Linked DNA regions of Sus scrofa: all the other regions are linked to region 1. Evidence: chromatin contacts called from public Hi-C data. All regions are on one chromosome and are shown on one strand. The core of a region is the stretch at or near the end of the contact, and the rest is flanking DNA. Distances in the headings are between cores, read along the strand shown. Region 1 overlaps CCDC85A (coiled-coil domain-containing protein 85A). Region 2 overlaps CCDC85A (coiled-coil domain-containing protein 85A). Region 3 overlaps CCDC85A (coiled-coil domain-containing protein 85A). Region 4 overlaps CCDC85A (coiled-coil domain-containing protein 85A).

What was found. A called contact is a pair of places that touch in the nucleus more often than the background predicts.
Region 2: a contact with region 1 is called in a Hi-C map of omental adipose tissue, with 1.6 times the contacts expected there. The contact joins two enhancer-like sites. A contact is called at or near these places in 2 of 47 Hi-C or Micro-C datasets (heart right ventricle and omental adipose tissue).
Region 3: a Hi-C map of omental adipose tissue shows a contact between it and region 1, with 2.2 times the contacts expected there. The contact joins two enhancer-like sites. A contact is called at or near these places in 1 of 5 promoter capture datasets (liver), 20 of 47 Hi-C or Micro-C datasets (brain, embryonic fibroblasts, epiblast stem cells and 13 more) and 1 of 2 datasets of contacts at active chromatin or transcription factors (skeletal muscle).
Region 4: a contact with region 1 is called in a Hi-C map of omental adipose tissue, with 1.8 times the contacts expected there. The contact joins two enhancer-like sites. A contact is called at or near these places in 9 of 47 Hi-C or Micro-C datasets (alveolar macrophages, brain, embryonic fibroblasts and 4 more) and 1 of 2 datasets of contacts at active chromatin or transcription factors (skeletal muscle).

Annotation. Positions count from the first base shown.
Region 1 is chr3:85,363,386-85,366,085 of Sscrofa11.1, reverse strand. All of the region lies in intron 10 of CCDC85A (coiled-coil domain-containing protein 85A), which reads left to right. Among named protein-coding and RNA genes, the nearest start is that of MIR217-1, 23 kb to the right of the region's middle. Within about 2 kb of position 1,320, at least 9 of the 83 cell types and tissues checked have an H3K27ac peak or open chromatin away from gene starts, as enhancers often do. A contact at or near this core is called in omental adipose tissue, where this site is marked.
Region 2 is chr3:85,500,572-85,503,271 of Sscrofa11.1, reverse strand. All of the region lies in intron 9 of CCDC85A (coiled-coil domain-containing protein 85A), which reads left to right. Among named protein-coding and RNA genes, the nearest start is that of PNPT1, 93 kb to the left of the region's middle. Within about 2 kb of position 1,366, at least 9 of the 83 cell types and tissues checked have an H3K27ac peak or open chromatin away from gene starts, as enhancers often do. A contact at or near this core is called in omental adipose tissue, where this site is marked.
Region 3 is chr3:85,568,569-85,571,268 of Sscrofa11.1, reverse strand. It overlaps CCDC85A (coiled-coil domain-containing protein 85A), which reads left to right. Exons shown (of 18, transcript XR_002342946.1): 9 at 493-551. Among named protein-coding and RNA genes, the nearest start is that of PNPT1, 25 kb to the left of the region's middle. Within about 2 kb of position 1,323, at least 2 of the 83 cell types and tissues checked have an H3K27ac peak or open chromatin away from gene starts, as enhancers often do. A contact at or near this core is called in omental adipose tissue, where this site is marked.
Region 4 is chr3:85,542,977-85,545,676 of Sscrofa11.1, reverse strand. The region is part of intron 9 of CCDC85A (coiled-coil domain-containing protein 85A); the gene reads left to right. Among named protein-coding and RNA genes, the nearest start is that of PNPT1, 51 kb to the left of the region's middle. Within about 2 kb of position 1,251, at least 1 of the 83 cell types and tissues checked has an H3K27ac peak or open chromatin away from gene starts, as enhancers often do. A contact at or near this core is called in omental adipose tissue, where this site is marked.

The sequences.
Region 1 (2,700 bases), core at 71-2,570:
CTACATATCTCTTCTTTAAGAGGCTACATTTTTATTCTTTAGCTGGTTTGTCTTGTGGTGCTCCTTGTCCAATAGCCATGATCCTCTTGGAGAGCTAATGCATTTTGACATTCTGAGACTCTCCCAGACACTCTGAGCCCATGAGTTTGATCAGACTTTTGATAGAAGTTATATATTCCCATTCTCTCTGTTTTCTTACCACCCATTCTGTCAGGGATTCTGGTACCTGAAGGAGTCTATCTCATGGCTAGTCTGCAGCATTGTGACAGGTCTACCCTGTGGGTTCCCAGATTCCTCTATTGTGCTATCAAAAGGGAGCTGCAGAAGTTCACACAATCACAGGATTGGAAGGGAGCCTACTGGTCATTGAATGCTTGAGTCACCCCTGCAAAATCACTGCCAAGTAATTATCTTGCCTGACGGGAAACTTATTACCTCCCAAGGCGGTTCATTCTAATTCAGCCTGTTCCCACTGGTGGGAAATTCTTTCTCATACCTATTCAGTGTTGATGTGTTTCCCGTATTGAATAAAACAGAATTCCTATTAATTAGCCCTCCCACCCCCCAGAGTCTTTCCAGTGTTGACTTAATGCCTTTGGGGAGGAAAACTTATTTGCATTTACAGAACTTGGTGGATGCTGCCCTGTGAAATTCAGAATGCAGCCTTACATCATCAACAGACCTGTAGTGGGCATTTAATATAAAACACTTGTCAAACTAAACTGAATTATTCTCTGAAGAAAGAAGAAATGACTAGAAATATAGTGCTTATAGCATGCGTCATTCTTTTGGCAGCTACTGCCCTGGGTCTTAGTTACTTTATATGCGTGAGTCTTGCCTATACAGCTAGTTGTTAAGCTCCTCAGGGTGTAGACTTGTCTAGTATCTGCATTTCCTAACAAGCTTTACTCATGACCTTGCATTTACAGGATCACTGGTGTTTTGCAAGAAAGTGAAAGCATAAGAATCGCTTCTTCTGTCACTGAATTGTTTTTGTTTTTTGCTCCAGATGATGAGTGGTGGCAGTGGTAGTGGGGGGTGTGTGTGTGTGCGCGCGCATGCGCGTGCTCACGTGTGCACATGCACACATGGGCGTTTGCATGAGCCAGGGCCAATTCTGTCTTATTGAAGGTTTTAGAACTAATCTCCCAAAAGAAACTAGTTTTCCCAGGCCAGACTGCAAAAACCTATCCCTTTTTGTGTGACAATGCTGCAGCATTGGCAGAGCCACATCAGGGGTTAAATTGACGCCTGGGTGTTGGTCTGGCAGCCTCACAATCACATACCAGGAACACCCTTTTCCACTCATCTGCCTGGTGCATACTTCCTCATTCTTCAGGCCTCAGCAGGAATGTGTCTTTTTGGAACCTTCCTGATCCACCCAGGCAGAGAGATCACCTCTTCTTTTTTATCCATGCTGTAAGGTGGACAGTCCTCTATTTTAATACATGCGATATTGCATATATATTATTTGCATCTGCCACTATCTCCTTTGTTATTCTGTGAGTTCCTGGAGGATAGAGACTGAGTCTAATTTCTCTTTGTTTCCCTTGTGCCAAAAACAATGACCAGCGCAAAGCAGGGAGATATTCAATGAATATTTTGGAAGGAATGACTATTAAAATAGATGAGTTGTTTGTGATGGCTTGGGAAACGCATTCCCAAGTGCTAGAGGACCTATTTACAAACAAACTTTTGGAACATAACAATTTTTTGTTTTGTAGACGGGGATTACTTGCACTGTTTTCTTTTTTATTCTTTTTTTTGGGGGGGGGTGTCTTTTTAGGGCCTCACCTGCAGCATATGAAGGTTCCCAGCCTGGGTGTTGAATCAGAGCTGTAGCTGCTAGCTACACCACAGCCACAGCAATGCAGGATCTGAGCCATGTCTGCAACCTACACCACAGCTCACGGCAATGCCTGATCCTTAACGCACTGAGCAAGGCCAGGGATCGAACCTGTGTCCTTGTGGATGCTAGTCAGATTCATTTCCATTGAGCCATGGCAGGAACTCCACTTGCACTGATTTGTATGCTCACAGGGCTCTGCTGAATGGTATCCTTTCAGTTAACCACAGTGAGGGGAGTAACCTTTGGATAAGCCATGAGCTGGAATAGAAACAAAGTGGGCCCCCCTCTGAAGATACAGACCCACCCACTGTAGATGTCCTGTGGAAAACAGAGTGGCAAGTAGGATATGATATCCACTGGGTATGGCAACCAAGAACACATCAGGCAAGCAGCTGGCTTTATGGAGTCTAAAGAAAGGAGAAGTCTACAAAGTGGTTGAATATACAGTTGACCCTTGAACAACATGGGTTTGAAGTGTGTAAGTCCATTTATTTGCAGATTTTTTTTCAGTACCAAATAGTACTGCAATGCTACATAATCCCAGGTTTGTCTGAATATGTGGATTCAGAGTTGGAGACACAGTGAGGGGCAGGGGAGGGGGTGACTATAAAGTTACATGTGAGTTTTGGACTGTGTGGAGGGTCAGTGCCCCTAACATTTCTGTATTGCTCAAACTTAAGGGAACACTGGGCTTTTATCATTCACTGGTTTTTAAAAATATTTATTGAATATTGCCATAGACTGAATAATTGTGTACCCCCAAATTAATACATTGGAACCTAATCCCAATGTGTCAGTATTTGGAGGTGCAGCCTTTGAGAGCTACTTAGGTCATGAGGGTGGGGCCTTCA
Region 2 (2,700 bases), core at 117-2,616, 140 kb before region 1:
GTTCACTGAAGACACTGTAAGGATAAATGTTTTGAGGCAGAGGTGTGTATCTTTAAATTGTATTATTTCTGTCTAGAAGAATAAAGCACTAATTAACATGAACAATCACATTATCTGATTTGAAGTAAACATTGATAAGTAGCCTTAGGTCTGAGTGGGTAAAAATATCAAGTGATTCTTTCTGTCTCTAGGTTACGGTCTTTTACACTTTTAAAAATGTGACTCCTGAAGTTCCCTTCATGGCTCAGTGGTTAATGAATCCAACTAGGAACCATGAGGTTGCGGGTTCAACCCCTGGCCTCGCTCAGTGGGTTAAGGATCCAGCATTGCCGTGAGCTGTGGTGTAGGTCGCAGACGTGGCTTGAATCCTGTGTTGCTGTGGCTCTGGCGTAGACCGGTGGCTACAGCTCTGATTAGACCCCTCGCCTGGAACCTCCATATGCCGTGGGTGTGGCCCTGGAATAGACACACACATACAAAAAAAGTGACTCCTTATGGCTAAGTTATTGCTTACCTGATGTGTTTTATTTCTAGTTTGTTGCTAAAAATCTCCTAATTGTTAACTTAGCTTAAGCTATGAGGACTTTGACCCTAAGTTAAAATTCAGGTGATATCCTTGGGAGAGGTAAGAACATCATAAGTCATTTGCTTATTAGCGTGGGGATATTGCAGCACATATAGGATGACTAGTTAAATTTGAATTTCAAATGAACAATGAGTAATTTAAATATATGTATGTCTCAAATGTGGCATGAGACATAGTTACTCTAAAAAATAATTATTTGTTATTTATGTGAAGTTCATATTTAACTGGATGTCCTGTATTTTTATTTGCTAAGACTGTTGTGATTGAGCTGATCAAATTACTTCTTGCAAATGCATCTCCTAAGATGGACAGTGGGTGAAGAAAACATGAGGGTAATGGATTCCCAAGAGGAATAAAGATGAGCAAGTTGGGCTCCATACAGAAATGAAGAAGGAAAACTAAAAACAAACAGGCAGTAAACTGGTCCTGGTTATCACTGACCATTCCCTAGGCATGCAAATAAAGTCCTAATGTGAAGATAAAGTTCTCTTCCTTCCCTGCAAATGTAGCCACTTTCCTAAAGCATTTGGATCTGGTCCCAGTGCAGCCTTCCGTTGCCCAGGCTGGACAAGCCAAGCTTCGAGGTAAGTGGAAGAGATGAGCAGCGCAGGCACTGGATACCTTGGAGCCTTGTAATCTCGCTTGCACAACCTCCAGATTGCATGGTTCTTGGCTTCAGTGCAGCTGGGCACAATTTCAATGCACATCTATGGAGACCATGTCACAACAACAAAACAAACCAATGTAGCTGTGAGTTACATTAACAGCTTGAAAAAACAAGTCAACAGACTTGAAGACTGCTCTGGGAGCCCCTCCCAGGGAGTCAGCCTTTGGCAGAAAGGGATTTACTGTGCCTCCTTTTGGACATTTTTTTTTTTTTTTTTTTTAGCTAAGATTATTCTATATGATCTGCAGCTTGTCCCTTTCAAAGAGTGAGTTTGTTTTGACAGAATCCTTATTTGCTTTATTGTTGATCAGCACTAGATCTTCCCGAGGTACAGAGTGTCCTGTATTACATCCAAGTGTCTTGTCTTAAGAGATGGTGTCCCTGCTATAGATTTCACACTTGTGAATGGTACATCCTTTCTTAAGCCTTACACTTGTTTGTAAAAAATAACATAGAACCAGAATTTTAAAATCTTGTGACAATTTAGTCATTGGCTTTTTGCAAACCACTGGTGAGGAAGTTTACACACCTTGTAGCAATGTCTCATGACAATTCTGAAATAATTTGTTGGAGACATCTTGCTCCTTATGGAGATACATTAGAACCTGTAAACTAAGGCTGGTAGAACCTTCTTCATCACTAACTAGAAACAAACAGGCCTCTTAATGTTAGTGGGTCAGGCCCAGGACTATATGTGGATTGCAGTCTTGCCAATATCAGGAACCTCCTGTGCTCATATATTTTTTTATTTCTGATTTTTATGAAAAGTTTGATTTATGTGCCACTAACATCAGGGTATGTGGGTGAACACACTGTGAGGAAGCTGATGAAGAGAAGGAAAGTTAAACATTTTGGAAGAGGTCTTAGCTGTTCAATGTGATTACTTAAAAAAAACCCCAAATATATAAGGTATGCTTTATTTTGCATTTTGAATCTTTTCATCTGATCTTCATTATCCTTTGGATGATCATATATTACCTCAAAAATTTAGTTCCCTACACATAGAATACATTATAACAACTCTAATTTTTGTCTTGTTTAGTAACTTTAAACTTGTGTTTATGAGAGAACAACAACAAAAACAGCAAAGCCATCTTCATTTTCCTAATTTTTTTTAGTTATCTTTTTTTTTTTTTTTTTTAAGCCAAGTCTCTTCTGACTCATATCCTGGGATATCTCAATTTGAGCATGTTTCCAGATTTAAAAAAAAATAGTATTTTGCCTAATTATTCTTTTTCCTGTTATTCATTCCCAACCCCTGTTCCCACATATCCTCCCTTTTCTGAACCATCTTTCCTATTTCTCTACATTTTTTTGTAGAGAGATACAACATTCTTTGCTCTTTTGTCACAGAATTTTCATGAAGTTCTATGACAAGTCCTCTTAAACTCTATGGGACATATTGCCCTAGCTCAAGGGAATACTCAAGGGAGAAGCCTCATAAACA
Region 3 (2,700 bases), core at 74-2,573, 210 kb before region 1:
TTTTTTGAAAACTGAACATTTTTGTCTTCTTTCTTCATAATACCAAGTGGTTAATGCATGGCATTTTACAAGAGGGAATACTTTATGAGGCTGATAATGCTGCCAGCTATGTCTTCTTAATAATGTCATTGTTTCAAAGCTATAGGAGCTACCCAGAATGTTGTTAAGGGATGAGAAAGGAAGATTCAGCAGACAGGATATACTAGTAAATGGGAAAAAAAAGACATTTTATACCCGTACTCTACTGAGTTCAGGCTGTTGAGAATGGATATTACGTATGCTTCAAAAATATATGTAATACCCATAGCTTACCTGGACAGCTCTGCATCCTTTTCAAATATGCAGAAAGCATTATGGGATAATGTTGTCAGGAACCAAAGAGCATATTTAAAATCCATCATTATTGCATGTCCAGGGGATAAAATTAAGAAAACATGGGTCAATGAAAAGGGCAACCCCCTTATTTCTCTTGATTTTTCTTTTTTGCCACAGTAGATATCTTGGCATCTGACCTGCCAGAATGAAGATTGGAATGTGTGATTCCAAGCCAGGTAGGTCACTTTTGCATTAAGAAATTCCAACTGATAAAGCTAATCAAACAGTTAATAGTTAATTAATGCCTTCCATGATACATACCATGGGGATTAGAAGTACATAAAAATGGTCCCTACTTTCAAGGAAGTTACAATAAATGTATACTCGTCAAAGATAAAACAGTGTACAACAAGTAGCAAATGGTTAGAAGTGACTGGTAAAGTGCCATACGAATTTAGATTACCTAGATACCCTTTTGCAGTGGTCATCAGATCAGAAAAGTTGAAGAATGAGTAAGGATAAAATGAGCAGAGACTAAAGGGTGTTCTTTGAGCAAATAGGCAGAGATCTGGGTAGTTTGGAAGCCACCTTTGGAGGCATTGATTCCTTTCCAAACAAATTGTGCATCAGCCTACTTTTCTATGCAAGTACTGGAAAACTGAACTGAAACCAGTCTAAAAAATCAAAGACATTTATTTATTGGCTTATGTAGCTGAAGGTAACTAGAGGTAAAGTGGGCTTCAAGGGGGCATTGATTAGAGCTGTAGCCCTAGTTCTCTGTGATCCTCATAGCCTTTTCTTTACCTGCAGCCTAGTGCTCTTCTTAGTTGCAAGAATGATTCCCCCAGTGTATGAGTTATCTATTGCTGCATAACAAATTACCCCCCAAACTTTAGCAAATTAGGAAATAAGCATTTATTGTCTCAGTTTCTGTATGACAGAAGTCCAGGCAAGGCTTAGCTGAGTAACTCTGTTTCAGAGTCTCTCACAATGTGGCAATCAAGATATCAGCTGGGCTGTGGTCATCTGTGACTCCACTGGGGCTGGAGGATTTGCTTTCAAGTACATTCATGTGACTGTTGCCTGGAGGCTTTGGTTCCTTGTCATATGGGCTTTTGTTTAGGTTTCTTTTAACACGGCAGTTGGCTTCTTCCAGAGACAGTAATATGAGAGAGAGAGTGAGAAAGAGAGAGAACTCTGTGTGTTACTATGTAATCTCAGAAGTGACATACCATCATTTTCACCCTATTGGTCATACAGACCAACCCTGGCACACTGTGAGAGAGGGGTTATATTAAGATGTGACTGTCAGGAGGCTATCGTTGCATACCATCATCACTTCCACCCTATTGGTCATACAGACCAACCCTGGTACATTGTGAGAGAGGCTATCAGGAGACTAGAATCATTGGGGGCCATCTTAAAGTCTGGCCTACCATGTCTGGCCTATGTGATTCCTTGTTCATATCCAAAAAAGAGGGTAGTTTCTTTTAGCCTTTGAACAAAAATTGTTGGATTTGCTCTGTTTGTGCCATCCTTAACTCAGTCACAGTAGCTGTTATTCTAATGACTTAGGTCTGGGTTACTGAGCCAATGTTGGTTTCAAGGGGGGTAGGATGACGATGATTGGTTTAGACAAACTAATGTCCACCTAGAGCTGGAGATGTGGTTTATGGCCACTCAGACAGCATGGTTTTTCTACAAGAGGAGTGGATAATAAGTTGAGGAGGTATCCCAAAGTCCTCTGCAATCTATTTCTGGCTCAGCATCCATACATATCCTTTTTCCTACCCATACATTGTTATGTGCATTTACAAACTTTTAGGGAAGATAATCCAAGTCTAATTCAGGCTCTAAGTCCAGGATCTCTGGGTGTTGTCCCTTCCTCTCCATCAGGTGTAGAACCAACTCTTCACAGCCAAATGATCTAAGAGGTCCGCTTCCACCACAATCAATATGGAATCAGGGAAAATTACAGGATAATTTCAATAAAACTCCTATTGGAGGAATTCCCAGCATGGCTCAGTGGAAACAAATCTGACTAGTAACCGTGAGGATGCAAGTTTGATCCCTGGCCTTGCCTAGTGGATTAAGGATCTAGCGTTGCTGTGAGCTGAGGTATAGCTTAGATCTGGCATTGCTGTGGCTGTGGTGTAGGCCAGTGGCTACATCTTTGGTTTGACCCCTAGTCTGGGAACCTTTGTATGATGCAGGTATGGCCCTAAAAAGACAAACAAAACAACACAAAACTGTTATTGGAGAGAGTGGTTAGAATACAATACATGGTTTTCCCTGGTCCACAGCACACATCACACTCCACTGGATAGGAATTTTAAGTTCTCCTTGCCCTGGTTGGAAGAGAGTCTGGGCAGAGAGGGTAGGAAG
Region 4 (2,700 bases), core at 2-2,501, 180 kb before region 1:
TTCTGAGTGTAGTCTCTTTCCTCAGCTGCAGAAGGAGTCTACAACAAGACTCCCATAATTGTGGTGTTTGAGAGACATTTTTCTGTAAGAGTTAAGCTTATATTCTGATAAACCCATTGAAAATTGAAAATATCTTAAATTGAAAGGCATTTAGTACACCTAACATGGAACATCATAGCTTAGCCTAGCTCATCTTAAACATTCTCAGAACACTTAAGTTAGCTTACTGTTGGGCAAAACCATCTAATCATCTAACATAAAGTCTATCTTATAATATTTTATATAATATGTATATGTATTTCCACAGGTTAAAAAAGAAGCTGAAAGATAAAATATAGCAGGAAAGAACTGAGCTCAAAATAAGGTTGAGTTTCTTGAATGCTGAGATTGTTAAGGGATTTAGCATTGATCGAGTATCCACAATGTTTCTTTATGTATATTATCTTATTTAATTCTGCTAACTACCACATGAGGGGAGTATTCTACTCCTTATTCTATAGATAAATTGGGGACTCAGAAAATTAGAAGTATTTAAGGTGACTGAGAGTAGGAAAGCCAGGATTCCATACCAAGGCTGTTTTTATCCAAGATTTATGCTCTTTTTAGTGCAATAGCTAGGATGGTTTCTGAGGTTTTTGTCCCTTGAAAGTCTTTATATTCTTATTCACAGTAGTCCAGGATCATTTAAGTGAAACCTGGAGGTGAGAATAATGGAGAGAGAACTCTCCTAGGTATCAGGAGTTCTGAAATCTAGAGCTGGCTCTAGTTTCCACATGTGATGGTAAATATATGGCTTGGCCTGCACTTTGTCAGTTGTAAAACACTATTTACAGTCAAGATACTATTACTGAATAAGAAAATGTCAGCCGTGGTATCTCTTGGGCTAGAACAATACACTTTAGGATTTTCCCACTATCACTTACTTTACTTAATCTTCTACTGTTGGTCTAGAGTGATTACTATTAAAATTCACAATTACATGAATGAAGAAGTCAAGGATTCTCAACATATCTCATGTCTGCTGCCTTACTTAGAGTGCCATGAAACCAGTAGAACAAACAAAGAATGTAAATTGATCCTGTCTTGTGTCAGAAAAGCAAAAAAATCATATCTCAATCAAAATTCAATCCAGGACCATAGGTTGTGTTGCAGGTCCTTATGAAATTATCTGCTTTGGTGCTACTTTTGGGCAAAGTTTCATGCCTCCTTTATGAATAAAGCAACAGAGGCTGAGAGATTATGTGACTTGTCCAAGGTTGTAGAGGGTTCCCACAGCGAAGGAGAGAGCAGATCCACCTTTGAGTGCAATGATCTTCCTACTACAAAACACCAAAGCAAGTCCTGGCCTCATTTCTATGGGATCCCTTAGTTTTGCACAACCAAGGAATGATTTCCACCTCACTTCCCAAATCAACTACTTTGTGGAATCAAAAATGATAACTGAGACTCTCAGAAGTAAAAAATCTGATATAATAGTTCCCTCTAACAGATGCTAAAACATCTGCATTGCATCTGCTGGCCCCAACACCACATACAGAACACTTGGATAAATCTTCTGGTTTCAGAACCAAGTTGTTCATTGATCCCTTTTCAACAAACTTCCTTCAGCAGCCACTATGTTCACTTCAAGTGTTTAAAACCTGCTGTCTTATTGATTAAAAAAAAATGTGAAAAATATTGCAAGTCTCTGATTATACTTTGTACATTTATCTCCACTCCAACCTTTAACGTTGCTCTTTGCTGGAATGGCCCTCATCACTACAAATTCTTAACAGCCGTTTGCTAGGGAAGCTGTGGAGAGGATCCATGCATCAGTTAAGACTGAGATGAATTTTGGACTCTCTCAGTCCCATGAAGCTATGATTTTGTGATGTCAACATGTGTCAGTTGAGAGAAGCAGAGAACCACTTGCCAGTGATAATGATCAATGTAGACAGCCACTTGGAATTAGTGCTTGGTTTTATTTATTTTTTTCTTAAATGGGCCTCATTTTAAAAATGTCTCATAAATTTCAAGGGGCATTGTATCTTCAAGTGTTATTGGCACAGATGCCTGAGGGATGATAGGAAGGAATAAATTTGTCAGCTTCACTGCTTGGCTCCAACTGTTGCCACCCTTGTTTTTTCATCATCTTCATGGTCTGATAAGTGTTTTATAATTTGGTTATATCAAACTTTTCCTTCAGAGAGCCAGATAGTAAATATTTCAGGTTTTCTGGGTCCTATGTTGCAAATTCTTCTTTTCCTTCTCCTCCTCCTTTGTCCTCCTTAATTCTCTAAAACTATAAAAGCCATTCTTAGCTTGTAGACAGTATAAAATCAGGCTGAGGTCCAGCTGCCCATAGATACCAAACTCCTGGGCTATACCATACTATTTTTTTTTAAACAGTCCCCTATTAATAGGCAGGTTGTTTGCATTTTTTACTATTTCAAACAATGTTAGTTAAAAATTCTACTCACATCTCTGTTCACCTATATTAATAGAATACTGTAAGTGAAATCAATCATTAAAGTGTATTTGCATTTAACATTGGGACAGATGTTGCCAAATTACCCTCTGCAAAGATTGTACCATTTACACTTCCACTAATAGTATATAAGAATACTGTTAGGGAGTTCCCGTTGTGGCGCAGTGGTTAACGAATCCAACTAGGAACCGTGAGGTTGCGGGTTCAATCCCTGGCCTTGCTCAGTAGGTTAA